2 separate regions of the Capra hircus genome follow, and region 2 is linked to region 1. The links are chromatin contacts, called in public Hi-C maps. All regions are on one chromosome and are shown on one strand. The core of a region is the stretch at or near the end of the contact, and the rest is flanking DNA. Distances in the headings are between cores, read along the strand shown.

Region 1 (6,381 bases), core at 2,114-4,613:
AGATGATGCCTAGAAGCTACTGTAGAACCTCGGCCATAAGAATTTTCCTTCTTCCATGTTAGCTGCCAACTACAGATAAGCACTGTTCAGTCTAATTTTGATCTTCTCTGAGTAGTTAAAATTAACACAAACACCAAGTTCTTCTGTGAAGAAAAGAAAAAACAAGGATGCAATCATCTACTGCCAATACTCATATAATCAGTGCCCAGAAAGAGCTGAATTGCTGGATTCTCTGCCACAAGGCAACAAGACCAACAAGAGAAAGTCAGAGCCTTTGCTATTCTTCCACAGTGAACCACAGTTAACGTGATAGGTAAGGTCTAAGTGATACCTAAATCACCACAAACATGGTTCAAATAAGTCTGATAGGATGCACAAGCAAGGAAAAAATTTCTGAGACAAAGGTCCCAAAATTCTCCTGGTAGGTAATAGGATTTCTAGTTGGAATTTTATTGAAGTCATTCTGATTACCAACTGAAGTAGATCTTCAACCTGTCAAGCAGTCTCTCACCAACAATTCCAAATATTCACATTTCCAGATACCAGCAATGTTTCAAAATCAAAATATGCTGGTCCTTCTGACATTCACTTCAACCTTCCCCCAGGGTTTTGCTAACAAGCTTCAGCAGGTCAAGCCCAGGAGGGCACAGAGCAACTCTTCCTAAACCTCATGCCTTTACCCTTGGGCCAGGGTCACCTCCCTATGGTACTACTTACTTTGTTTGCCAGGAGGAGCTTTCCTCCATAGGGCCCCACTTATCTGCTCTCATTCCAACCAGTATGTGGAATTTGTTAAGAAATCTAGTCATAGGTTTTACCCAAAAGCTAACTCTATGAACTGCTATATCACCAAGAAAGGTATACTTGACGCCTGAGTCCTTAAGTTTAAATTCTAGGAAATCCGTATTTTGAACTGTCCCAGAATACCTTGCTATTCTAGGACAGTAAAGTAAAAAGATCCTCATTAGTATTTGCCTGGTTTCTACATGAAACTACTTAACAGAAAGGAGAGTTGTTCCAATTGTGACATCAATTTTTCTCTGGGGGTAAAATGTCAAGGGAACATGCCTAAACCCTCAATCGTGACACACATTTTGTAAACTGAACAGTTTCACAGCTCCAAAGACGAGCTCTGAGACTTTAAATTGTCCAAGGCTTTAAACTGTAACAAGATAATGAGTGTATCTCCAGTAAAATAACTGAGGAGCAATATTGGGAAGATAATTGAGATATTATGTCCAGATATAATGAAGTAGGCACATGCCTTCTCCAGAAGTAGTTTGGACTTGGAGATCTACCCTATGTTCACTGATGATAATCACCACTTTCAATAGGAAGGCAACAGCCTCTTATCCTAAAGACAAATGAGATGTAAAAATCATTTTACACTCAAACATGACAAGAGATAGAGTGAACAAGCCCTCCCTAGACTGTAATATAATTTCATATTAATGAACTTAATTACTCTTACCTTTGTAGTCAGCTAGGCTGATATCCTTGAACTGACCATCTGGCATAACAGCTGTTGCTTTGAACTGGGGGGCACGGTGCCCAATTTTGGCATTTCCTGAAGACATATTGCTATCAGCTGGAAAAGATGAGAAAGTGGATTAGAAACAAGTCTTACTTTTCTAGATAACAACCTTCATCTATTTAAGAGACTAAGCTGTAGAAATTGTCCAGTGGTCTTGAATATACACATAAACTTTTATAACAGTAAGAAGCATGAACTGAGCTTTCCAACTTTTCAAACAAAAATATTACACATCTCTGAATCTCACCTCTGTTTTCACTTTTGAGGGGAGGGACTGTTCATTTGAGATCTTTAAATTTTTATTGGAATATAGTTGATTTACAATGTTGTTTTCATTTTAAAATGGGAATTTCTTTATAAACTGAACTCTTCCTGTTCCTGAACCATCATCAGTACAATTGCATTTTCCTGTGTACGTTTATTATACAGGTGTACAAACAGAAGAGGGTGGAAACTCTCAAACCTGGGCCCAAAGGTGCAATGCCATAAACACTAAGCATCCAAGCCTCAGAAGCTGCCATGATGCCCTTTCCCTGGACTGCACCTCCATCTGCCTTCAGAACGTGGGAAGCACACGTTCTTTCTCTGGGTAGATTTTCCAAGACACACACCCTAAAGCCAATCCAATTTTTTAAGAGGCCAAGTCCAAGATTATGGCATCTCTCAATTTCAAAATTCTAAGTGTTGTGTTTAAAGCCCAGAAGTCCTTTCAAAAGTGAGTTTACTGAGGGACCAAGATCCTGGAAAAATGGTTAGAACAAGAGTCAATTTATTGCCAAAAAGCAATGTAACACTGGATTTACCCGGGTCAAGAACACGGTAAGATTTAACCCAGTAAGTCATCAGTTTGATAATCCCAAGAAGCTAACTTTTCAAGTCCCAAAATTCTTGGTTCATAATACTACAGCCAAAAGAAAGATTGAACATCGACTGTGACAATTTTTTTTTAACCGCTTAACACCTATAACAGCAAACCAAAAAACCCAACCAAACACAGGTGACCCTAATATACATGTCCTCCTTATTCAAACCTTTTCCAAGGGATCCCTACGTCCACTAAAGCACGACCAAGAGCGGGAGGCGGGGAAGCTGGAGTTCCACCGGGTGTGTCCCCTTCAGGAAATCGCCCCTTGAAGGTCCCTCGTGAAAGCCACTCCGCCAAAACCCACTTCTTGTACCCTCCTGCCACTCCCATCATCACCCCCACCCTAGCATCTCAGAAAGCTCCAGAAGAGTGCTCAGTCTTCACCGAGGACATTTAGAATCACTACAAACCCCATTCTGCAGGTGGAAAAATAAAGACGGAGAACGGAATCTTAGTAACTTTCCACACTTGAAGACCGGGAACAACCTCTCCTTCTACTACACGATCGACGGATAGCTCTCAGTTCCTGATCAGTTTACAGATTCACTCGAGAAGTTTCCCTTACCCGCCCGTCAGGAGACTCCATCACCACCAACCCGCCCAGACGCCACGCCAAGCCAATCAGCGCTTTCTGCTTGTATTGCTGGGGGTAGGGGAGACTCAAGCTGCCGTTAGCCTCGGGTTTCAACCTCGTCCCCGCACCCAAAGGAGCCCCACACGAGGGTCGCTTCGCCTGGCCGCCTTCTTTGTCCGAGGAGCCCAGCTGAGTTCAGCGGGCCCCGAGGAGAAGACGGGAAAGGTGACGGGCGGGGCGGGGGCGCGGCCCTCATACTCACCAGTTCCAGAGAAACAGGACCGATACCAGCGAGGAAGAAGACGCGCGAGGCGTGCGCGGGGCGCTGCCTTTATAGCCTGTAAGGCTCTCGCGAGAGTCAGGGAGGGCCGGGGGTGCAGGCGGGGGAATGGGGAGGGGGATATGGCCAGCACACCGCCGGGACCCGACGTGCCCTGCTAGGATGACTCAGCTCTTTCCCTTGCTGGGGGCGGGCTCCCGCCCTTAGAGTACCAGTCCCCCTCCCCGCCGGCGACGGTTGAGGTCTGAGTTTGAGGCGCTCTTTCAGTCCTTTCAGAACACGAACGCCTCCTCCTTGTTCGTAAGGCCCAAACCAGGGTACGGGCACTCGCTGCTGCTCACGGAAGACTACGTCTAACCAAACCCTGAGGAGAACGATCTCTTCAAGTATTTCTGAAATATTCCGCCCCTGTTTCCGCAGCCTCTGCTCTAGTACTGATCCTCCGTGTGTGTGTGTGTGTGTGTGTGTGTGTTAGTCGCTCAGTCGTGCCCGACTCTTTGCGACCCCATGGACTGCAATCCACCAGGTTCCTCTGTCCATGAGATTTTCCAGGCAAGGATACTGGAGTGGGTTGCCATTTCCTTCTCCAGGGACTGATCCTCCGTAACCCTCATTATTTAGACAGCCTCACTTATTGTTCTTCCTTAAAACAGGGTTGTTGCATTCCAGCTCCCCTGCATGAGTTCCTTTCCCATTCACTCCACTGCGGCTGCAGGAAATCTTTCTGAAATTTGATCTCATTCATTCATCGCTCTGATTTGTGGTTCATAGAAACTGGAGCTCTGTCTTCCTGGGTTAAAACTCTTGTTATTTTATGTGTGGCCTTAAGGCAAGAGTCTTAATCAATCAGCCTTAACTTTTCTCGCCTGTAGAATGGGAATACTATGAATTCTTTGTTGAGATCATCTCTAGCTTATTTAGCAATTCTCACACATGAAAGTGTTAGCTGTTGTTATTAGTGTAACTCATCTTGCTCCTCTGTTGTAACTCCCAGGACAGAGAGTAACTGCTTGAAACCTCAGGCTTTTGTTCGAACGTGCAGAACCTGTTCTCTCCTATTTGGCCTGCAGAAAACGTGTCAGCTGAGGCATTACCTTCTGGTGAAACTCTTCTGACTTTCACTGATCCTCAGAATTCATTCCATCCTTTCTGCTCAAACAGTAGCCTGCTTGGTCACAACCATCTCTGCGCCCTCAAGTCACAACATAGCTTCGGCTATAAAATAAAGAGTATTGAATGCATATGTTAGGTAGTTAGAATAGGAAACAGGAGTCCAGAATGGCTGTGGCTAAAAGACAAGGAAGGGAAAAGCCCGCGAAAATAGAACAAAGGAAGGTTGAGGACTGGAATGAGGACCTCAGGTGGAACAAACAGCACTCCAGGCTAGCCCAGTTTACATAGGGCAGGCCCAGGGGGAGGAAAAAACATAACACATAGTACTGTGTTCCCCTTTCTGCCCACAGCCCCCACTACTTTATCTCCTTTGGAGCTTATAGCAGAATAAAAAGTAGGGAAGTGCTGTGTCATTCTGATTGAGCATCTCAAAAATTTTTTCGCATTTATCATCCTGCCGCACAACAGTAGTGATTTTTTTTCCCTTTTTTTCCCTCTCTGCTTGAGATGAACAGTTATTTGGCCATTACTCATGTCCTTCTTTTTTTCTTTTTAATTGGTCATAGCCATCCATTACTGTGCTCAATCAAATTTTATTGTTTTTTTAATATCTATAATATTTTCCTTTATTTATTTATTTTTAGTTGTGCTGGGTCTTCGGCACTGTACCTGCTTTCTTTACTTGCTCTGGGGAAGGGGGTTGCTATGCTTTGTTGTGGTGAATGGGATTTTTATTGAGTTGGTTTCTCATGTTGCAAGCACAGACTCTAGGCATGCAGAGCTCAGTAGTTACTGGCCCAATGGGCTCAGTTGCGTTTTAGCATGTGTGATCTTCCTACACCAGGGAAGATCCGTAATTGAATCCATGTCGCCTGCATTGGCAGGCAGACTCTTATTTACTGCACCACCAAGGAAGCCCCTCATTTACTTCTTGAGGGTTCAGGGGAAAAAAGACATTCAGAGTTTAGTGTTTTTGTGTAATCAGTCACTCAGTCCTGTCCCACTCTTTTGCGACCCCATGGACTGTAGCCCACCAGGCTCTTCTGTCCATTCTTTTGTCCAAGGGAATTTCTCAAGCAAGAATACTAGAGTGGGTTGCCGTTTCCTTCTCCGGGGGATCTTCCTGACTCAGGGATCAAACTTGCGAATCCTGCATTAGCCTCAGAGCTTAATAGTGGATGGTTATTGCTGTTAAACCAACAACACACAGTCCTACTTCACCCAGAAGAAAATTGCCATTTATTGTATCTACCATGTGTCAGGCCCTGGGCTGGGCACTTGAGTTTGTCTTATTTAAGAACCAAGAGTTATCCTGGCCCAGGGAAATATTAATATCCAGTTCTTGTGGGAATATAAAAAAAAGAAATAGGACAGTTCTAACAAGAGAAGAAATCTATTGAATGCATGTGTAGAGTCTCTTTCCACAAAGAACTGTAAACATTTTGGAAATGGGGGCAGGAGAACTTTATCCTTCTATGGGACCTCTGTCCTCCCTGTTCACCAGTAGTTCTGGGAAGGATTTTATGTTTTATTTATATTTGTAGTACCAGAACCCATCATGCTAACTGGCCTAGGAGATGTGCTTAATTAATTTTGGAAGGCACTACAGATTTTTGAGATGTGGAGTTGACTTACTTGAACTACATTTTAAGATGATGATTCTAGCACCTGTGTGATAGATAAACATAGTGACTAGGAGACAAGAGACCAACTGGGAGGCTACTGCAATAGTCCAGATAAGAGAAGTCTCACAGGGACTTCCCTACTGATCCAGTGGCTAAGAATCTGCCTTTCAATGCAGGGGGGCACAGGTTCGATCCCTGGTTGGGGAACTAGGATCCCACAGCAATTGTAACTAGTAATGAGGGGCAACACTGTGAGCAACTAAGTGCTTGAGCCACGTCAAAGATCCCAAGTGCTGCCTCTAAGACAGAATGCAGCCATATCTAACTAACTAACTAACTAAATATTTTTAAAAAGAAAAAGAGAAGTCTCAGAACTGTAATGACATTGGC
Region 2 (6,381 bases), core at 2,583-5,082, 44 kb after region 1:
CGGTGCAGTGTGGGCCAGGCAGAGGCGCGGCCTAGTCCCGCCCTCGGGGCAGCCTACGTGACCCTAGGCGCGTGCATCTTTTACGCGGGAGTTCGGCAAACCAGCGGTGTGCAGTGTACAAGCTCCACGGTAGGACACGCTGTGTGGCCCCACGTTCCGCAGGATGTTCGTGGGCAATCCACTCATCACCGTCCTGCGGAACGGATGGTGCAGCCTCCTAGCTCAGGCTTCCACTCCTCAGCTTCTTTCTGGAGGTAGGGGCGGGGTCCACCACGCGCGTGATGCTGAACGCCCGGCCCCCGCCACTCCTCTGGGAGGAGCTTCCTCATCACTGCCAGGCTTAAGTCCCTGCATCAAGCGCAGGCGTGTTTCTCCTGCTGCCCACCTATCCCGGAAGCTGAGGCTCACTTGGTGGCTAGCAGGGCTAGCTGGGAAGCCATACCACCCTCTTACCCTCTGTGCCGAGGTGAGTCTCTCCTCTGCTGCCCTATTTCTTTGGCGCAGTGGAGATGGCCTCGAACCTTTACTCCAGATGTGTCCGCCCCCTTGTTTGGAGCGAAGAGCAAATGGAGGCGGCCACACTTGGTTTCGGATTTGCGCTTCCTCTTATTCTCTAAATGATCTTGGATAAGTCCTCAGTTTCTCAGGCCCTCAGTTTTCTCAGCGGTAAAATCAGTTCCTACATCAGAACTGTAGCAAGAGTTAAGTGAGATAAAGCTCTTAAAAGCTACATGCACCGATTGTAGGTTTTGGTTGCCATCTTCCTTTTTTGTTTGCCCATCGACACGGTTTTTCCAGGAAATCTGGCTTTCTCATGGAATCGCAGATTCCATAGGAATTATGAAATTAATAAAACCTGACGTGGCAAGAGGGGCGTGGGTTCGCAAGCTTTGGGAGCTGCCTTGGGTTTGGGAAAGCCAGGGCATGTTTCTGTTTTGCCCGAGTGCTCTTTCAGACTGAAATCTGAACCTTCACCGAATGGGGTTATTATTAATTAACTCTTTCCTTCAGCCTGTCCATACTCAGGGCTGCATGACCTCCCTTAGAAGAGTCTTGAGGGTTCTGGTCAGTCTTGTTACTGCCCCCAAGGTCTCAGATTTCTTATCTGTAATACAAGAGCAATGCCTAATGGAATAATTTTTTTTTTTAATCGGAGATGGTAAAGTGCTTTGTTATTTTCCAGAAATCGTTGTTTCCAGGTTGTCTAAGAAGTAAAGAAAGAAGGTGATGGAGGCAGTGACTTTCTCAGATGCACCTCCAGCTGTCAAGATCTCCCCTGTTTGCCTGTGTGTGGGGTAGGGGAAATGGGAAGCAGGCACTGTAGCAGCTACCAGGTTAGACAAATGACAGACCCTGACCTTGAGGAGTACTTAAATTTCTGAGGGAAAATGAGCACACAAATGCAGTGTTGTGCACAGCTGTCAGTACATGGGAGGAGCCAGAAATTTAAAGCTAGCTGAAGGGTGAGCTGCAGTTAGCCAGCCAAAGGTGGAACTTGTGCAGAAGGGAAGTGTGCAGAGGCCTGGAGTCAAGTATGGTGGCTGCTTCTGCAGAGTCTGGAATATGTTGTCTGAAGTGAAGAGGTGGAGAGATGGGGGAGGTGGGAGCCAGGTTATAAAGGGTATTACTAAGGAGTCTGGACTTTACCCCGGTGGTAGGAGAGAACTACTGGAAGAGAGCCTGGGAGTCACATGGTCAGATTTGGGGACTGCTTTGTCGGGGAGAGGGGCCTCACTGGATCAGAACAATCCCTGGTTCTGGGAAGGGTGGTCACAGCTGGAGCAGTGGCCCTGGAGGTGGATATGGATGGGTTGGGTAAAGATTTAAAGAGTATATATTTTAAAATTCTTTTCACATACATCAAGAAGTCCAGAGAGTGGTATTGCAGTCTTAGGTGTTACATTACAGTTTAGAGCAAACAGTATCTTTTAAAAAATATTTACAAGTATTACAGGATTTTTAACCCAGCCAGATAGACCAAATCTTGGCCACTGTTTCATATTTAAGGTGGCTTTCCGTGCTGGCGTCAAAGTTCAGGAGAAGCTATAATCCTCTTCCCATTACCTGTCAAAACCCTAATCTTATAATACTCAGAAATGCCTCAAACAAACTGAAATACTTTAGACGGCTTTTGTAAGACCCCCATGGATTATACTGTGAACGTGTGGTCTGGTTTGCTTTCACGCTTGTCATCCAAGGCCTTGAGTCCTGGGAAGACAGAGTGTATAGAACAAAGAACATGGTCAGGCGCTGTGCAGAGGACTTTAGGCATAATATCTCTTCAAAATAGAGGAGCTGAGATTCAAACCCAGGTCTGTGCAACTCCAGAACTTAAACTATTTCCTCGTGCTCTGTTGTTGGGTTTGATAAGTTTAGTTTTGGATATGTTAAGTCTCATACCTATAGGATATACTGGTGGAAATGTCCAGAGGGAGGTGAATATATAGAATTGGGGTGGGAAGAATTAGTGATTAAAGTCATCACTGAAGCTTAACTAGGGAGCGAGATGGGACTGAGGACAGAACCCTGCTGCTGCTGCTAAGTCGCTTCAGTCGTGTCCAACTCTGTGTGACCCCATAGACAGCAGCCCACCAGGCTCCGCCGTCCCTGGGATTCTCCAGGCAAAAACAGTGGAGTGGGTTGCCATTTCCTTCTCCAATGCATGAAAGTGAAAAGTCAAAGTGATGTCGCTCAGTCGTGTCTGACCCTCAGCGACCCCATGGACTGCAGCCCACCAGGCTCCTCTGTCCATGGGATTTTCCAGGCAAGAGTACTGGAGTGGGGTGCCATTGCCTTCTCCGAACCCTGAGGCACACCAGGATTTTTTGTGGGGGAAGGTGGCAGAGAGGGAAGGCCTATGCAGCCAGGGAACACTCATGTGAAGACTGCTGCTTCTTCCTGTGTTTTCAAGTTTCTTGCATCCTGGCAGCAACTATAGAGCACTTCTCTGAGAAGGGAAGACTAAGCCCCAGAGAGGAGGAACCTAGGCACTGACCTGGGATTAATAAAACCTGAGTCCTGATACTGCCCTCACCCGCCCCCCTATACACTCAGCTTCTCTTTCTTTCCCACCTTGAACCTCTCCCAAAATAACATGGGGGTGTCTGAATGCTGCTAGAGGTCCAGCTAGGCAGATGCTGACAAGCTCAGAGCCTTTTAACACAGGGCTAGGCTGAAAGGCTGATGCCCAGGCAGAAGATAAGGAAGTCAGGAGCTGGCAGAGGATGACTTCCTGTCCTCTGACAGAGAAGCACATCTATCTTCTGCCTTCCATCTGTCCTTTGGAGCGTTTGTTCTTTGAAGATCTGTGTTTACTGTTTCTACCTCTGATCCCTGCCCCCCAAGCCTTAGCCTTTTTGGTTTTCAGTTTCACCTGCAAAAGAAAGGGGAGAGGCAAGCTTCAGGTTTCTTCTTCCTTTTCCCCCAGACCAGGTTTTTGTTCACACTCTCAGCCTAGGTGTAATTTCAGAGCCAACCCTTGTGTTCTGAGAAATCTGGCAGAGGCCAAGAGGCCGCAGGTTGAAGATCAAGCCCAGGAAACCAGCCACAGTCCCTGGTAGCAGCTGGCAAGCTAGTTCCTCCTGTGAAGTACAGACATGTTTGCCTGATCCTGGATAGTTTGTGTCCCTGAGAAGTTTGGTAACAGAGAGTATTGCCCTCAGTGGTCCATGGTTTGCTGCCCAAATTGAACTGTTTTTATTTTAGCAGAAAGAGTGGTCTCCAAAAGGGGTGTGTGGGTGTGTGTGTGGGTGGGGGTGTGTGTGTGTGTGTGTGTGTGGTGTGTGTGTGTGTGTGTGTGTGTGTGTGTGTGCGCGCGCGCGCGCGCATGCGTGCGTGCTTAGTCAGGTCTGGCTCTGCTACCCCGTAGACTGTAGCCCCCCAGGCTCCTCTATCCATGGAATTTTCCAGGAAAGAATACTGGAATGGTTTGCCATTTCCTACTCCAGGGGATTTTCCTGACCCAGGGATCAAACCTGCAGTTCTTTTTTAATCTAAAAACTAAGATACTTCCCTTATAAGAGCCCACTCGGCCTCGTAGCACGGCTGCTCAGACCTCTGTGAGAGGCACTCAGTCTCTGTAGTGCTAACAGTCTCCTGGAACGTTCATCTCATCCTTCGATTCTGTCTGTCACCTGGTCTCCCTTTGTCTCATAAAGGCCTTTGCTTACTTACACTGCCTGAGACCTCATGTAGTCAAGGTTGAGTACTTCTGGGGAGCCACCTCGCCTTTCTTTTTAGGTTTAAGAGCTCTTTAACCAGACCCTTAGCCTGGTGAAAGGAAGGGCAGCCAGACTGGTGGTCCTGTTAGTGTTTGTCTGGGAGTTACTGGCTTTGGTTGGTTCTGGGCGCCCTGTCTCAGCTGCCTTTGCTCCCAGGCATATACACATGACCCAGTATCTGTTCTCTTGTCATCTCTGTGCCCCCTTCCTCCCATGTTTTACAGGAGGCTTGACCAGTCTCCCCAACAGCAACACTGACCCTCACACCATTTTCTTCCTTCTGTGTTTCAAGGACAATGGCGGCTTCCTGTATCCTCCTACATACTGGGCAGAAGATGCCCCTGATTGGACTGGGCACCTGGAAGAGCGACCCTGGCCAGGTGAGGGATGGGGGCAGAAGAAGGGGGTTCTTGCCCCTCTTCTAGGGAAAAGGCACTATTTGGGAGAGGGTCCTTGTGTTTTCTCTATCACCCCCATTCCTATACTTCACATTTGATAGTGATAAGCCTGGAGGGCGGTGGGAAGAAACAAGGGAAGAAGGGACCCATAATGAGCTCTAGGCTTCCCCAACTGATCCAGAGCAGTGGTTAAGGGACCCAGCAGGGCCTCAAGCATAGGAAGCAGCCCGTTCCCTGATGATCTGCACTGAGTGCTGTGGAGATGTGGGACTCCTTTGTGCCTGACATTGGGCTGACCCCTGAGGTACCATTTATCACCCTGTGCTGTGATCGTGTCTTCCGTTGCACATTTGGTTCCTTACACACAGCAGGTTGTTGTTATTCAGTTGCTGAGTCCTGGTCAACTCTTTGCAACCTCTTGGACTGCAGCATGCCAGGCTTTCCTGTCCTTCACCATCTCCTTGAGCTTGCTCAGACTCATGGCCATTGAGTCGGTGATGCCATCCAACCATCTCATCCTCTGTCATCACCTTCTCCTCCTGCCATCCCAGTATCAGGGTCTTTTCCAATGAGTCGACTCTTTGCATCACGTGGCCAAATTACCTGAACTTCAGCCTCAGCATCAGTCCCTCCAATGAGTATTCAGGATTGATTTCCTTTAGAATTGACTGATTTGGTCTCCTTGCAGCCCAAGAGACTCTCAGGAGTCTTCTCCAACACCACAGTTCAAAAGCATCAATTCTTCAGTGTTCAGCCTTCTTTATGGTCCGACTCACATCCATACATGACTACTGAAAAAGCCATAGCTTTGACTAGACAGACCTTTGTTGGCAAACTAATGTCTCTGCTTTTTAGTACACTGTCTAGGTTGTCATAGCTGTTCTTCCAAGGAGCAAGCGTCTTTTAATTTCATGGCTGCAATCACCATCTGCAGTGATTTTAGAGCCCAAGAAAATAAATTCTGTCACTGTTTCCATTGTTTCCCCGTCTATTTGCCATGAAGTGATGAGACTGAATGCCATGATCTTAGTTTTCGGAATGTTGAGTTTTAAGCCAGCTTTTTCACTCTCCTCTTTCACCTTCATCAAGAAGCTCTTTAGTTCCTCTTCGCTTTCTGCCCTAAGGATGGTGTCATCTGCACTATTGATATTTCTCCTGGCAATCTGGATTCCAGCTTGTGCTTCACCCAGCTGGGCATTTTGCATGATGTACTCTGCATATAAGTTAAATAAGCACAGTGGCAATATGCAGCCTGATACAGGGTGACAATATATAGCCAGATACGCACAGCAGTATCAGGGTTTAAAGAACAACTCAGTCAACTGTTTATACCAAAGGTCAGCAGACTGTTTCTTAAAGGACGAGGTAGTTAATAATTTAGATTTTGTCAGACAACTTGCAAAATGCAGGTGGTTATGTACTTATATAACTATTTAAAAATATAAAACTTGTTCTTAGCTCAAGGGCTGAAAAAAAAACAAAAGGCAGCTGCTAGCTGAACTTTAGTAACCCTGGTATAGACCTTCCAGCCCAGGGGGGCCTGGGAATGAAAACTTGCTTTCCTAGATGGACACAGGTAGAGACTCAGCTGCCACCTGTGGTGGAGCAGCTCCCACCTGGGTGTCCCTTGTTCTTGGAATCTGAGTCAGAGTTGAGAGAAGTTTGGGAGGAACTCTGACAGGGATAGTGGCCTCTTTTGTCTGGGATTTAGGCTGGGATTGGTGGCGTGGTTGAATGAACCCTGTCTGCCTTTTCTCCCTTTG

What was found. A called contact is a pair of places that touch in the nucleus more often than the background predicts.
Region 2: a Hi-C map of blood shows a contact between it and region 1, with 5 times the contacts expected there. The contact joins the enhancer-like site here to the promoter of PRDX1 in region 1. A contact is called at or near these places in 4 of 5 Hi-C or Micro-C datasets (blood and liver).

The regions. Positions count from the first base shown.
Region 1 is chr3:20,217,433-20,223,813 of ARS1.2, forward strand. PRDX1 (peroxiredoxin-1) reads right to left here and starts at 3,364. Exons shown (of 6, transcript XM_005678534.3): 1 at 3,236-3,364; 2 at 1,472-1,588. The coding sequence starts at 1,577.
Region 2 is chr3:20,260,804-20,267,184 of ARS1.2, forward strand. It overlaps AKR1A1 (alcohol dehydrogenase [NADP(+)]), which reads left to right and starts at 25. Exons shown (of 9, transcript XM_018043621.1): 1 at 25-129; 2 at 4,513-4,600. The coding sequence starts at 4,517. Within about 2 kb of position 3,833, at least 1 of the 5 cell types and tissues checked has an H3K27ac peak or open chromatin away from gene starts, as enhancers often do.